Linked DNA regions of Sus scrofa: all the other regions are linked to region 3. The links are chromatin contacts, called in public Hi-C and HiChIP or PLAC-seq maps. All regions are on one chromosome and are shown on one strand. The core of a region is the stretch at or near the end of the contact, and the rest is flanking DNA. Distances in the headings are between cores, read along the strand shown.

The links. A called contact is a pair of places that touch in the nucleus more often than the background predicts. HiChIP or PLAC-seq counts read pairs in DNA pulled down with a chosen protein or histone mark.
Region 1: a contact with region 3 is called in an H3K27ac HiChIP or PLAC-seq map of alveolar macrophages. The contact joins the promoter of PTPN1 here to the promoter of TMEM189 in region 3. A contact is called at or near these places in 1 of 5 promoter capture datasets (liver) and 2 of 2 datasets of contacts at active chromatin or transcription factors (alveolar macrophages and skeletal muscle).
Region 2: a Hi-C map of adipose tissue shows a contact between it and region 3, with 5 times the contacts expected there. The contact joins the enhancer-like site here to the promoter of TMEM189 in region 3. A contact is called at or near these places in 1 of 5 promoter capture datasets (fetal skeletal muscle), 1 of 47 Hi-C or Micro-C datasets (adipose tissue) and 2 of 2 datasets of contacts at active chromatin or transcription factors (alveolar macrophages and skeletal muscle).

What each region holds. Positions count from the first base shown.
Region 1 is chr17:52,014,436-52,019,266 of Sscrofa11.1, forward strand. PTPN1 (protein tyrosine phosphatase, non-receptor type 1) reads left to right here and starts at 2,669. Exons shown (of 10, transcript NM_001113435.1): 1 at 2,669-2,902. The coding sequence starts at 2,840.
Region 2 is chr17:51,971,392-51,976,152 of Sscrofa11.1, forward strand. No RefSeq gene overlaps it. Among named protein-coding and RNA genes, the nearest start is that of PTPN1, 43 kb to the right of the region's middle. Within about 2 kb of position 2,745, at least 14 of the 83 cell types and tissues checked have an H3K27ac peak or open chromatin away from gene starts, as enhancers often do. A contact at or near this core is called in adipose tissue, alveolar macrophages and skeletal muscle, where this site is marked.
Region 3 is chr17:51,694,997-51,699,409 of Sscrofa11.1, forward strand. It overlaps TMEM189 (transmembrane protein 189), which reads right to left and starts at 2,985. Exons shown (of 6, transcript NM_001205093.1): 1 at 2,770-2,985. The coding sequence starts at 2,893. LOC102164659 (a long non-coding RNA gene) reads left to right here and starts at 3,130. Exons shown (of 3, transcript XR_002339851.1): 1 at 3,130-3,594.

The DNA.
Region 1 (4,831 bases), core at 1,419-3,918, 320 kb after region 3:
TGTTCAAAAATATGTTTCTGTTGGTTTAAGCCACCAATTTGTGATTGATCATTTGTTATGGCCACTCTAGGTAACTAATACATCCATTGATTACACATGGACCCTGCTCTAGCCTCCTGCACCCCCTTCCCACTCCTCCACCAAGATCGTGTGCATAGCGTTGGCCCCATTCAAAGCCTGGTCCAGTCACTGGGTGGCACTCCCTGCAGGCATGAGGGCCACTTGGGCTCCAGATTAGTGTTTGATTTATTTACTTACTTAGCTCAGCTCACAGGGAGAGGAATGGACCAGCCCTGTTCTCTGTCCCCCTCAAGGAGCTCTCAGTTCTGTGAGTTCCAGACAAACTAGCACTCGAAGAAATAAGGGCAGAAAGAGTACATGAACCTGGAGAGTCACTTAAATGGCTAAGACTTTAATTAGGCAGCTTCAAAGTGTGAGGTTTCCAAACTTTTCACCCAAATGGGCATCTTTTGTTAATTTCCCCCTCCTTGGAATACTCAGTTTCCAAAGACATTGTCTATCAAACCAATTGCATTTATCCAATAAGAATGTACCTCCTTGAGTTCCTGATACGGCTCAGTGGGTTAAGAAACTGACTAGTATCCATGAGGATGAGGGTTCGATCCTTAGCCTCGCTCAATGGGTTAAGGATCTGGCGTTTCTGTAAGCTGCAGTGTAGGCCAAAGATGGGACTCAGATCTGGCGTTCCTCTGGCTGTGGTGTAATCCGGCAGCTGCAGCTCCGATTCAACCCCTAGCCTAGGAACGTCCATGTGGCACAGGTGCGGCCCAAAAAAAAAAAAATTTTTTTTTAAGTTTTTTTTTAAGAATTTACCTCCTAGAGTTCCCTGGTGGCTCAGTGTTTTAAAGACCTGGCTTTGTCACTACTGTGGTGCAGTTTCCACCCCTGGCCTGGGAACTTCCACATGGTTATTTATTTATAAATAAATAATTTAACTTAAAAAAATGTAAAATAAACTGGCCTTAAAAAGACTTAAAAAAAGAATTTATCTCCCATTTGCTGTTAATTGAAGGTATATAATAATGAAGGGTCATATTAATTGATCAACTCATTATACTGAAAGCATTATAAATACTCTTTCAATCTTCACACCACCCTATGAAGTAGGTACTTTTTTTTTTTTTGTCTTTTTAGGGCTGCACATGTGGCATATGAAGGTTCCCAGGCTAGGGGTCATATCAGAGCTGTAGCTGCCCGCCTACACCACAACCATAGCAATGCCAGATCTGAGCTGTGTCTGCAACCTACACCACATCTTGCAGCAACGCTGAATCCTTTAATCCACTGAGCAAGGCTAGGGATCGAAGCTGCGTCCTCACGGATGCTAGTCAGATTTGTTTCTGCTGAGCCACGACAGGGACTCCTGAAGTGGGTACTTTTATTATCTTCATTTAACAAAGAAGGGAAAGAAGGCAGAGAAGGGGTAGGTAATTTGCCCAAGGTTGCACAGCTAGTGTTTGGTTGCGTTGGAATTTGGAATCAGCCTGGCTCCAAAGCAAGCACTCCCCTGGAGACTACTTAGAATCCTGGCTTCCATACCAATATGCAAAGCTACACTGGACAAGTGATTTTGCCTCTCTGCACCTCAGTTTCCTCACCTGTAAAATGGGAATGATACCAGTGTCTATATTGTAGGGTTGTTGTAGAGATTAAATGAGAAAGTGTACTTGGAATGCCAGGCACAGTGCCTGCCATAAGCATTCAAGGAATGAGCTGGAATTCAACACAGCTGCTTCTTGGGAGGCTTGAGATGGGAAGAGTGAACAGAGATAATTCTGTCCTCCTCTAGGTCTCTGACCCCATGGAATTCGCAATCTCCACATAACGTGTCAGGACCAAAACTGGATGGCTTAAAGTAGAATCTGTGGGAAGGAAACCTGACCAGCCCTTCTCATATGTGCTTCAAAGATCATAGATATAGAATTAGCTGGAGTTGCCCGTGAAAAATACAGATTCCTGTATCCGAATCCTTTGGAGGTGGACCCAGAAATCTGCCATTATTCAACACACGAATGCACCATGGAATTTGTGCTCCACTGAGTCCAGTCTGAGCAGGTTTTCCTTCCTACTTTGGGAAAAAGTGAAAATCATTACAAGACCCCAATCCATTCATTCTTGCAATGCCCAAGATAGGAGACTCCAAATGGAAATCTTGAGTTTCAGACAAGGATAGTACATTCAGGGGGCACCAGCAGCCTGGTAAATCAGGAAGCTCTAAGTTGTCATGAAAAAAACGCGCATATCTTGCTGGAGGCGGGAAGATAGAAGGGGAGCGTTCAGCGGCCCCCACCCCCGCAGCTTGGAGCACTTAGGCCTGGGCCCTGGAGCTGCAGGAAACAGGGATGATGCTTCAAAGTCACTCTCTGACTCAATGGACCACGTGGAGGCTTAAACTCTAAATCTGTGGGGGCTTTGCAAACCCACGCGCGTGGGCGGGGCTCCCGGGGGTCGCCTAAGCAACCGGCGCGTGCCACGCCCAAGCCCGGAGCCCAGGATGGGAGGAGGAAGCGCACGCTGCAAGATATCTCGCGGGGCTGAGGCGGCTCTCCTCAGCACCTCCCCCGACTCCGCCCTGCGGAAGTGCTCGATGACGTTTTGAACGCTTATTGGTCCTTCCGCTTGAGGGGCGGAGCCCGCGGCAGCGCTGTGCGTACTTCCGGCTGCCGGGTTGACATGAAGAAGCAGCGGCGGCCGGGGCGGCGGTAGCGGCCGGAGTCGAGGTTTGCTGCGGGACTCCGGGCGGAGTGTGCGAAGCGGCCGAGAGAAACAGACGGCGCAGTGGGCCCAGGAGGAGGCGCAGCAGCCGCCCTGGCCGGTCATGGAGATGGAAAAGGAGTTCGAGCAGATCGACAAGGCCGGGAACTGGGCGGCCATTTACCAGGTGCGGGAGCTCCCCGGAGCGCGGCAGGCCCTTCGCTTAGGCCTCGTGAACCTTCTCTTCAGACCCCAGACCCCTTTCTCCGCCTGGGTCCCGCCCTCCGCTCAGCCCTGCTGCTTGAGGATTCGGTCCGACGGCAGCGGAGGCCGGTCCCCTCTCTTTGTCCCCCGGGTGGGTCTGCGTCTCTCCCTGGCTTCGCAGTCCCCTTTGATTTCCCACCTACCTCATATCCTCCAGCCCGGGTGACCTCTCAGTCCTGGGAGCCGCCCGCCTCTGCTCCCCCTTGCACCCCGACCCCGCCCCCCTGCCTGTCCAGTCTTTGTCCCCAGGGGTTGATAGAACACCCCCACTACTTCCTTTTCTAAACTGGACCACCTCAAACTGTCTTCCTTTGTCTCTCTGGGGGAAAGGGTTGCTCTCCCCTCCCTCCTTTACATTTCCTTTCCCCTAGTGTGTGTCGAGTCCCATGGATGACAGTCCCTTCCCCCTTCCTGTTCATTCATTTAATGGGTCTGAATTGGCGTGCCTCTTCCGTGCTAGGCACTGCCTAGGCGTTGGAGGTAGTGTTTGCTGGACAAGACAGACAAGATCCTGTCCCCCGTGGAGCTGCGAGTCGAATAGGACGGTCAGACACAAAAGCAAATAATTTCAGATGGCGACAAGTGCTGTGAAGAAAACAAAACATAACGGGGTGAAGAGTAACTTTAGGGGAAAGTGGGCTACCTCAGAGAATGGGATCAGGGAAGATCTGTCAGAGGAAGAGACGTCTGCTCTGTGAGCTAAGCCCTGAGAGTGTCAGACTCTTGCTTTCTAGCCGGGAAGCCAGTAGTACCCACTCCACTGGGCCAAAATATTACCCTGTGTCGGACAAGCAACAGGGAAGATTAACCTTTTTTATCCCTCTCTAAAATAGTATCTTTCCTCCATGAGCATCTTATCCTTTGATCATGGTTGAGATGATCGTGTCTTCCCAGTCCTCATCTTCTTGTGGGTTATGGTGGTTCAGAAATGAAAAGTTAGGAAGGTGGGGGTTCTCACATATCGCCACATCTTCAGATTAAAAAGACCCAGAGGTCTGCTTTCCCAAACAGCTAAATCCTCTGAAGAAAATACGTGCTGCCTATTAAATGTCATTGTGGGGGTTGTGAGGATTAACCAAAACCACACTCGGTGTTTTAAATAAGCAATGTACAGAATAGAGAGATGTTGTTACTTGTGTAAAGGGAGAAGGCAGTTTATTCTGTTTGGGGCTTATAGGCTCAAAAGGCAAATTGTGAGATCCATCAGCTGGTAGTATTAAAGTCTATTTTGAGCTCCACTTAAAAAGGAAAAAAGCTTTAAGCAGTTCTTTGGTATGCTTGACTAACAAAAGCCTTTTTTTGTCAGGCTTGGTTTCATGTGGATTTGCATCAAGCTTATTTGACAGGATTCTCTTTAGTTGCACTGTAATGTATATTAGCTTCTGATAGGCTAATATTTCTAACCACTTTAATCTGTATAAGTACGATCAATCAATATATAAAATTTGTATTCCGTGTCTAGTCTCTCTGAGTTAATCGAATGAATTCCGCTAGTGACTTAGAGAATGTGTAGACAAATTTACTGCATCGCATTTAATACAGTAGACTCTAAAGTGGTTTAAATGAAACAATTCTCTGTCTGAAGTGTTGGGGTTGATTATGATATTCCGCATCACATCTGGGGGTGGCCTCCAGGAGGCACTGGGCAGTGTGGGAGACCAGTCACTCAAGCATTGTTAAAACTGTGTTCAGCAGGCCACTAGCATGGAACATGGTCTTCCCTTAATTTCTCTCATTGTTCTTATGTTTGTCTATCACCTTGGAACCCCAGGAGCTAGTTGAGGTTGCTGTACAGTTGATTTCTCTAGATTCTAGAGGTAGTTTCTTTTATCTTAAAGAATCGTACACCATG
Region 2 (4,761 bases), core at 1,495-3,994, 280 kb after region 3:
TACAAACATGGGCCGCAGTTTTCTCATCTTGCAAGCGGACATTATGATGACACCCACCTCACAGAACAGTGTGAGGAAGAAATGATTTAATTTAAGTGGCTAGAACAGTATCTGACACATAATTTGTGCTTGGTTTTCTCTACTGTCTCTTTCCCACAGATCATAGTAGGTGCTCACTTTATATCCTCTGGATAAATTAATGCAGCCCTTAAAATATGTTGGTGAAGATGAGCAGTGGGGGAAAATGTTTGTGATATAATGGAAAAGTTTTTAAAAACACAATAATAAATAGTTGAGCAGTATGATTTACAACTACGCAAATAACACATACAAATACTCTAGCTTAGGAGAAAGAGAAAAAAACAACGTTTAGTGTGGTTGCATTAGAAGGATGGGACAAAGAATAATTTTTCTTCTTTCTTCTTTGATGTGTTTTTTTCCTAATCTTCTTTAATAAGCATGGTTTCAATTTAGATGGGAAAAAAAATAACAGCAAATCAAGAGAAGGGGGAGCCCGCAAGCCCTTTCTGTTCCATACAGTTTTCCCACAAACTGGGGCAGGGTGGGGCAGGGCGGGGTGGTCAGAGAAAGAGCTGCCCTTTAGAAGTGAAGCAAGAGTGGGAAAACCAGCGCCTTCTGAGCTAGCGGAAGGTGTCAGGCGACCAGGGGGAAGTTGTGCGAAAAATGACAAAGCATGCCCTCTCCCAGCACAGGGTATGGTGGACACTGTGATGCTGCCACTCCCCAAAGCCTTCCCAGACCCCTGCCTGTCGCCACAGCCCCACGTGTCCCCATAGCATAACATGTATCACTGAGTCTGTGCCCCTCTTCACATGTTACCTGACTTAACCTGGTCCTGACAACATGTATGGAGGAAACCATAGGTCACTACATTAGCCTCATTTTACAGAGCAGGAAACTGAGGCTTAAAATGTTAAACAATTTGTTCAAGGTTGCCTAGCTGGTAAATGGCTGAGTCTAAATTTAACACCATTTGGTTTCATTCTGTCTGATTAGTCTCCTTCTTCTCATATCTACTAAACCAAATGGTGAGTTTCTGGAGAAAGGGATGGGTTCACAGGCTTTACCATATTCCCAGGGCTTGGCATAGGATCTAGCACATGAGGACCTAATAATAATGAATGACTAAATTAATTAACAAATTGGGGATGGATGGATGGATGGATGGATGGATGGATGGATGGATGGACAGATTCACTGAAAGTTAAGTGGGTGAAATGAATGGATGAAAGGGTAAATGGATGGATAGATGGAGAGATGGATGGATGAATGCATGGCTGGCTGGCTGGCTGGATGGACAGGTCAGTGGATGAATGGATAGGTGGATAGATAAGTGAAATGCATGAATGAAAGGATGGATGGATGGATGGACAGATAGATGTATGGACAGATAGATATATGAACGTATGGAAAGGTAAGTGGGTGAAATGCATGGATGAAAGGATAAATTGATGGATGGATGGATGGATGGATGGATGGAGAGATGGATGGATGGAGAGATGGATGGATGGATGGACAGATAGATGGATGAATGAATAGATATGTAGGAGGGTGAAATGTATGAATGAAAGGATGGATGGATGGATAGATGAATGGAGGATGGACAGGTAGATGGATGAATGGATGAGTGGATAGATAAGTGAAATGCATGAATGAAAGGATGGATGGATGGATAGATGGGTGGGTGGATGGATGATATTGATGGATGAGTGAGTGAGTGAGTAGAATGCATACATGGAATGAATGCATGACTATACATGTAAAAGAATTAACTAAATAAATGGTCATGGAAAGCAGAGGCATTAGGAGTTCAAGTGTTTGTTCCTGGACCTTGAATGCACCCTTCAGGAAGGTCTTAAACTGGCAGTTCTCAGGCCAAATCAGGCTTCAGACTTGTTTTATTTGGACATCAAGGGTTTTTAACTTTTTAATTAATTGCCATTGTGTAAAAATTAGGAAATTTCACATAAGTAATCTAGATTTCTGCCTTCTCTTGCAAAATTGGGCCAGCCCACAGGAAACAAAGTGCCAGGACTAACCAGGCTGAGCCGTCTGGGACACCACGGTCCCCACCACTCCCCAGTGCATCCCTCATGTTGAGGTTGAGTCTCAGCTGCCGTTTATCATGGCACTGGGGCTGGCGTTTTTCTCACAGTACAAATATAATGAAAACGAAAAATCTCTTGTACATGACTTTCCATCAAAAGTGGGAAAATGAAAATATATAAAAAGAAAACTGGGAGAAAAGGTATTTCTTTGTGGAACAAGAGAATATTTCTGTGGATTTGAAACCCAAGCAATGCATACTTTTCTGAGGGACAGTAGATTACATTGGTTAAGGGCACAGGTGCTGGAGCCTGACAACTTGGGTTCAAGCCCCAGCTCTGCCACCTACTGGCTGTGTGGCCTTGGGCAAGTCACTGAACTTCTCTGGGCCTCAGTTTTCTCATCTCTGTGGCAGGGATGGTGTCGGTCCCCACCCCCAGGGTATTAATACTTGTTAATACAAGTTCCTATATGTGAGGCTCTGTGTGTGTGAGCCATTCTTACCTTAAGCAGGACTAACTTCGGTCACTGCCTGGGCCCTGTAGGTCCACAGTAGGGGTTCTAAACCCAAGGCCATTTGGCAATGTCTAGATTTGGCAATGTCTAGAGACCTTGGACTGTCACAACGTCCCATTCCAGGCTGCAGCCAGTTAAACAAGGGATGTGTCCCCAGCGCCTCCTGGTGGCCTCATCCCTAAACTGCGTGAAATTCCCCAGCCTTGGGTAGTGGTGGAGAGATTGGGGACTTACCCCAGGGCCATAGTCTCCAGACTAGTTGTCAGGGTAGAGATTTAAAGTAATGAAAGATGGCAGCAAAGGCTTGGGCGTTTGGATCCCAGCTCTTGAACAGAGCAGCAGGAAGACTTGAGCCAAATTCTATGACCTTTCTGGACCTCAGTTTCCTCCCCTATAAAATGGGGATGATGTCACTTCAGTGTTGTTGAAGGACTAGATTAGGTAACAGACAAAAACAGACAGCGCACATGGGACTCTTCACAATCGTCTTCTCTGACACTGGTGTACATCCAAATCCATAACCATTTACATTTGATGAACTTCCAAACTACTCAGAGTGATTTTTTGGTTTTGTTTTGGTTTTGTTTTTTGTCTTTTTAGGGCTGCACCTGTGGCATGTGGAAGTTCCCAGGCTAGGGGTTGAATTGGAGCTGTAGCTGCCAGCCTATGCCACAGCCACAGCAACGCAGGATCCAAGCCACGTCTGCAGCCTACACTACAGCTCACAGCAATGCCAGATCCTTAACCCCACTGATCAAGGAGGGATCGAACCAGTGTCCTCATGGACACTAGTCAGGTTTGTTACACTGAGGCACACTGGGCACTCCATCAGAGTGATTTTTGTTTTATAAAGACATATTTACTTACATGGAATGGGATCCACATATATCATCAAGTAACCTCAGGCTTCAAAAACCTTGTGCCCAGAAGGATCCCATTTTTGTTTGGCTTACCTGGATGTTCAAATAGGTACACTTGTAGCATATATGAGAAAGAAAGACCTAAATTTCTTCTTATATAAAGAGCTCTTGCAGATGGAAAAAAAGAAACAATTATCCAATGGAAAGATAGGCAAAGGACTGAATGCTTTGCTACCAGAAAAGAAATAATAATACAAATGGCCTTTAGATATATTTTTAAATCCCCAACCTAATATAAAAGGAAGGACTGCAGAATACAACCACCGTGAACACCTTTTTCCCCAGTGAGCAGGGCAAAGATTGAGAAGTCAAATCATAGTAGGCGTCGGCTAGAGTGTGGGGAAACCAGCCCTCACGTAAGCTGATGGTCTGAATGCCAATTGGTAGGTATGACCTTAGAAAGCATTTGGACAATAAGTGTTAAAATTTAAAAACGCACCTGCCCTGTGACCAGGCAGTTCAGCTGCTAGGAATGTATCCCCACAGAAATAGATCCACATACACGGAAAGACTCCTGTGAAGGGAATACTAATTGCAGCATTGTTTGCTGCAGCAAAAGACTGGAATCACCTACATGACTATCACCAGGGGCTGGTTAGATAAATTATTATATTCAGACAATGGAATGTGTGAAGAATGCTCTCCTAGTGCCGATCTGGAAAGATCTCCAAGGTACATTGTTAAGTAAAAAACAAAACAAAACCAAACAAAACCAATGCAGAACAGGGTGTGTCGTATGCGTCTATTTAGAGAAACAGCTACAGGAATCCATGAACGCCTTTGCTTATCTACACTGTGGATCGCTCTGTAACGATCCCCGAGAAATGACCACCAGGACGGCTTCTGGAGAGAGAAGCTTGGAGATTTGGAGCAGGGGGGCAGGGGTTAAGGATTAGAGAGAGAATATCCACTGTAAATCTTGCGGCGCCTTTTCAATTATTTCTCACATGACTATGTTTCCTTAATAATTTTTCAAAAAGCGTTTAATGCCCTGACAGATGAGAGAGGGAGAGAAGTGCCCACAAGGGTGTGCTCCATAGTGTCAGCACCACTTATCTCTGGGTGGTATGAATTTGGAGTGACTTTTATTCTTTTTACTTAAGTGGATTTTCCAACTTTTGAAATCATTATCAAGAACTATTTGGTAGCTTAAAAAAAAAATTCTTTAAAAGTAGACCCTCTGGAGTTCCTGTCGTAGCTCAGTGGAAACAAATCTGACTAGTGTCCATGAGGACGCAGGTTCACTCCTTGGCCTCAC
Region 3 (4,413 bases), core at 1,735-4,234:
GGCAGATGCAAGTCGCATCCCAGGCAAGAAATGTTAGGAAGAATGCATATGGGGGGTGGGCCATAAGGAGGCTACTGGGGTCTGTAAAATGGAGTTAATACCAGGGTGCCCCAGAGACAACTTCCGTGAAGATGAAATGAGAGTGTATGAGAGAAAAGCCCAGCATACAGTCAGTGCTCAATAAATGCCAACTATGTTAACTGCCTTATTATTGCTGCCAACTACTAAGGTGCCAATCCCCTCTGGCCCCAGGAATCTCAAGAATTCAGTCCTGGAACCCAGGAACTTTCCGCCTCTCCCCTGGCTCACTCTGTTCCAGCCCACCAGCCTCCTTGGTGTCCTGCAAACACTGCAGGCTTGCTCTCACCTCAGGGCCTTTGCACTTGCCGTGTCCCTGGTCTGGATCAATCCTTTCTCAAATATCTTCATGCTTCCCTCCCTTCTAGTCTCTGTTTAAACGTCATTTGGTCAGTGAGGCCTCTCTCTACTGCCCTCTCTCTAAAATGTCACTGTGATTTCACTTTCCCTTTTTCTGCTACAAGTTTCACAGCACTTGTCACCATTAGGCAAGTAAGATATTTCCCTTGTTTACTGAGTTTACTAAAATGCCAGCTCCATTCTTCTTACTTTGTTTACCTCTTTGCCCTCAAAGCCTAGAACAGGGACTGGGACAAGGGTGCTCAATATGTATTCAGTCTGGCCCCTTATTTTAGGCCCAGAGAAATGAAGGTTCTTATTAAAAGCTACATAAGAAAGGGACAAAGGCAGGCAGAGGGAGGAGGATGGAATTTGGAGAAACCGTTCTTCCTTCCTCACTCCCCCTACCCAGGCACTTTTCCCAGCCCTGCCCCAAGTGCAGTCAGGAGGAGATAAGGTCTCTGACTGCAGGTGTGGGGCACCAGGAGATTGCAGCCTTAGATCCCCAAGTGGCTGTTCTTTAGAGAGTGAGGGGCACTTGGGGAAACCAGAAGTGGACAGAGGGTCAATCATGGGAATGAAGAGATGGTGGTCCACTGGGGAGGCTTAGAATGACAACGTACGATTTGGTTGAAGGTGGGTAGAGCTGGACACCAAAGGAGGGGGGCCCCTGAATCCTTGATCCCAGGTGGTGAGTCTGAGGACCAAAGAGGCAAGGCAGCTTACTCCGAGACTCACAGGAAAGGTTCAACTATTGGGTTAATAACAGGGATTGCCTACTGTATCCCAGGCACTGGCCAAGGGAGATGATCTAATTTCTTCTTTTCAATGATACTGAGGAACAGATAAACTGTACCTTGTTCCCATTTTAGAGGTGAGGAAACAGAGGCTCAGAGATGGAAAGTGGCTTGGCCCAGGTCATACAGCTAAGAAGTAGAGTCCGGAAGTCAGGTCCAGACTGTCTTAGGGAGCAGAGGAGGTTTTAAAGGCCACAGACTGGGTGTCTGGGGAACAGGCTGAAGAAACCATGGCAGCATGGGCCAGGTGCCCAACTTAGGCATGAAAAAAAATTACAAACAGAACATGGAATTACAAGTCTAGAAAGGCCTCTGGTGAGCTAGGACACAAAGAGAGAGCAAATGGCCCAAGGTCACAGTTATGGCAGAGATGGTATGCAAACCCAGGCCAGTCAGGGCACAAAGCCAAAGGTGGTAGTGGACTCATGCCTGCCCCAGGCTAGGGCTGTACATGGTGGATACACCCTGGCAAAATGAAAGATGTCCGAACGTTTGACAAACAAAGCTTGGTGTGATGGCAACATCCAGGCAGAGGGGCCTCCCAGTCACCTGACTCCAGAGTTCTCAAAGGCACTTCCTTAACCCCTGGGGACACTTGGCCTTCCTGCAACCTGGCAATGAGATTCCTGAAGCTCAAGTGGAAGTCAGAGAAGGGGGAGGGCGCTGGTGCTTGCCGGAGCAGAAATGGTAGGCCCAGCAGGAAGAAGCCAGGGCCCTTGGCCTGGGGACAGAACCTCTGGAGACCCTCAAGTCCTAATAGAGGGGGCTAATATAAACACATGGGAGAAGGTTGGAGTTGGGGCTTGTATATGAGAGGAGCTTAAATGGAAGATTCGTAGTGCCCCCACCACCCTAGGATTCCAAAGTATGGAGTGAGAGATAATGCTGGGGGGAGGGGAGGAGGAGGGAAGGGTGGTCTGCAGATGGAATCTATAAATACAGGATGGGGCTTTGGAGGAAAAGTTTCTGGGGAACCCATTAGCTGTGGGACCCTGAGTTGATGTTCCCAGAGCAGGGAGCCTAAACGTGCCCAGATTTGTGGGGTGAGGTTACTAAAGTCCAGGGCCTTGGCTAGGGCAGAGATGGGGCCCTAGAGTGTGAACTTCCGATCTGGGGAACTTGGAATACGGTGTAACTTTTGGGGGGGTCGAGGACGGTGCATGTGGCTGAGGGGTTGCCTTCAGCTTGGACGGGGTCCTGGGGTGCGGGGTGGTTCCTAAGTCTAGGGACGCTCTTTGCAGCCGCGGGTACCCTGGGCTAGGATCTGGATCTGGTAGGATGATGGGAGCTGTTTGTTGCCCGAGGAGCTGATATGGCAGTTTCTAGACCTGGGGACTGTTTTTGCATCCAGAAAGTCCCGGGACTGGGATTCTAGCTTGGGCTTGGAAGAGGCGCAGGGGTGGGGTCCCGGACTTAGGGGTGCTATTTGCAAGTTAGAAGCCGCTGGAGTTTGCATCGAGGCCTGAGGCAGGGGTTCCGATACAGCGGACTGGGGGTCGCTGTCCGTAGCTCGGACGGGTGACTGCAGGCCCGGAGGGGGGCCCAGAGGTCCTACCTGGTGAGTAGAGCGCGGCCAGCTCGCGGGCCCCGGCATGCTGCGCGCCCCAGCGCCGGCAATACGCCGCCTCGTCCTCGTCGAGCTCCAGCTGCTGGCCCGGTCCGTCTTCCGCGCCCGCCATGGCCACTCGCCTGGCCCGCCCGGTGCTCTCTGCTGGCGGCGGCGGCGGCGGCGGCAGGGCCGCGGAACCGCGGCGAGATCACGCCGCCCAATGACCGCCCAGCACCGCGCGCGACTGCGGCGCTGGCGGGGACCTCGCCCGGCCGCGCGTCACAGCCAATCCGGACCCGCGCCGGGGCCACACCGGCCAATCAGCGGCCGCTGAGCCGCAGCCAACCGCGGCGAGCGGGGGGCAGGACCGCAGCTGGCGCAGCTGGGCACGGAAGCGTAGGGCGGCGGCGCTTCTCTCCCGGTCCCGCTCCGTCTCCGGCGCCAACCGCACCGGAACGCGGGCAGTGTGGACGCCCACCTCGGGCTCGGTTTACCCGCCGGTGGAGAGGGCCGAGGTCTTGCGCCAGCGGACCTAGAAGCGGCGTCTCTTCAGCACGCGCAGTCCAGCGTCTACTCTGTGCCAGGGACCCGTGTGGAGGGTGCCTGGTCGGGGCCGGGGAGCCAGCGCTTCCTGGGCACTTTAAACAGTGCTCCCTGGCTGGGACCGGTTTACCCCGGGCCGGCTTCTGGGCCCTGCCGCGCGAGGACCGAGCGTACCCCTACGGTGCGCGGCGCGCCGGGGGACGAGAGACGTCGAGCCTGACTCACCCCTGGGGACTCCTGCTCTCCTGAGGGAGAGGACAGGAAACTGCTGAGAGTCACTAAGATTTGGTGAGCGCTTAAGACCTGTTAGGCGCCGGGCCAAGGGCTGGACAACAGCATGTTCTTACAATAACGAATTGTGTTGCCTCCTCAGAGGCCCCTCCTGACCGCGCCACTCTGAGTTGCTCCCTCCTCTCCGCCAGTCACTGTGACATCATCCCTTTTGTCTTCTCAGTGCTTGTCGTAGGCGGTGAAGAGTTCGCGTCCTCCCCACCAGAAAGCAAGCTCCCGAAGGCCGGGACTTGGGTGGTTCACAGCTGAACCGCCGTGTCTGGCTCAGCATAGGGCTCCTGTTGGAAGCTCAGTAAATGCTGAATGCGTTAAGGCTCAGCCAAATGACTTTACTGCCTCAGCAGGTAAATGACACGTCCAGCTGGCTACAAAGTACAGAATAGTTGTTCACATAAATTCCATATGGTGCTACCAAATGGGAGGCCACGGAAGGACCCAAGAGGTGCCCAGGGGGAGCAGGGACCGGACATAAGACCCCTTCTAGAATGTATTTTGGAGCTCCATCCTTGTTCTGGTGTTCTGAGGGTTTAAGCCCTGGATTTCTCAGCTGCTAGGAAAAGCCAGTCACCTCAGGTGTGATTCCTGGGTGTTCTTGTGCCGGGTGGCTGCTGTCTCCAGCCAGGCCTGTGCTCCTTCCCTGCTTCCTTCTATACTTCCTCCCAGGAAAGAAAAGTATGCTTCTGTAGCAGGGACAGGTTGCAGCCCAAATCCTGATGAATTCTGGCAAAAGTGGGTGGCCTTGTATTATTAGCATACACCATTCGATTTTTCAAATCCAGGAGTTTAACGTGTTTTGCCTTGATGGGGGCTGGATCT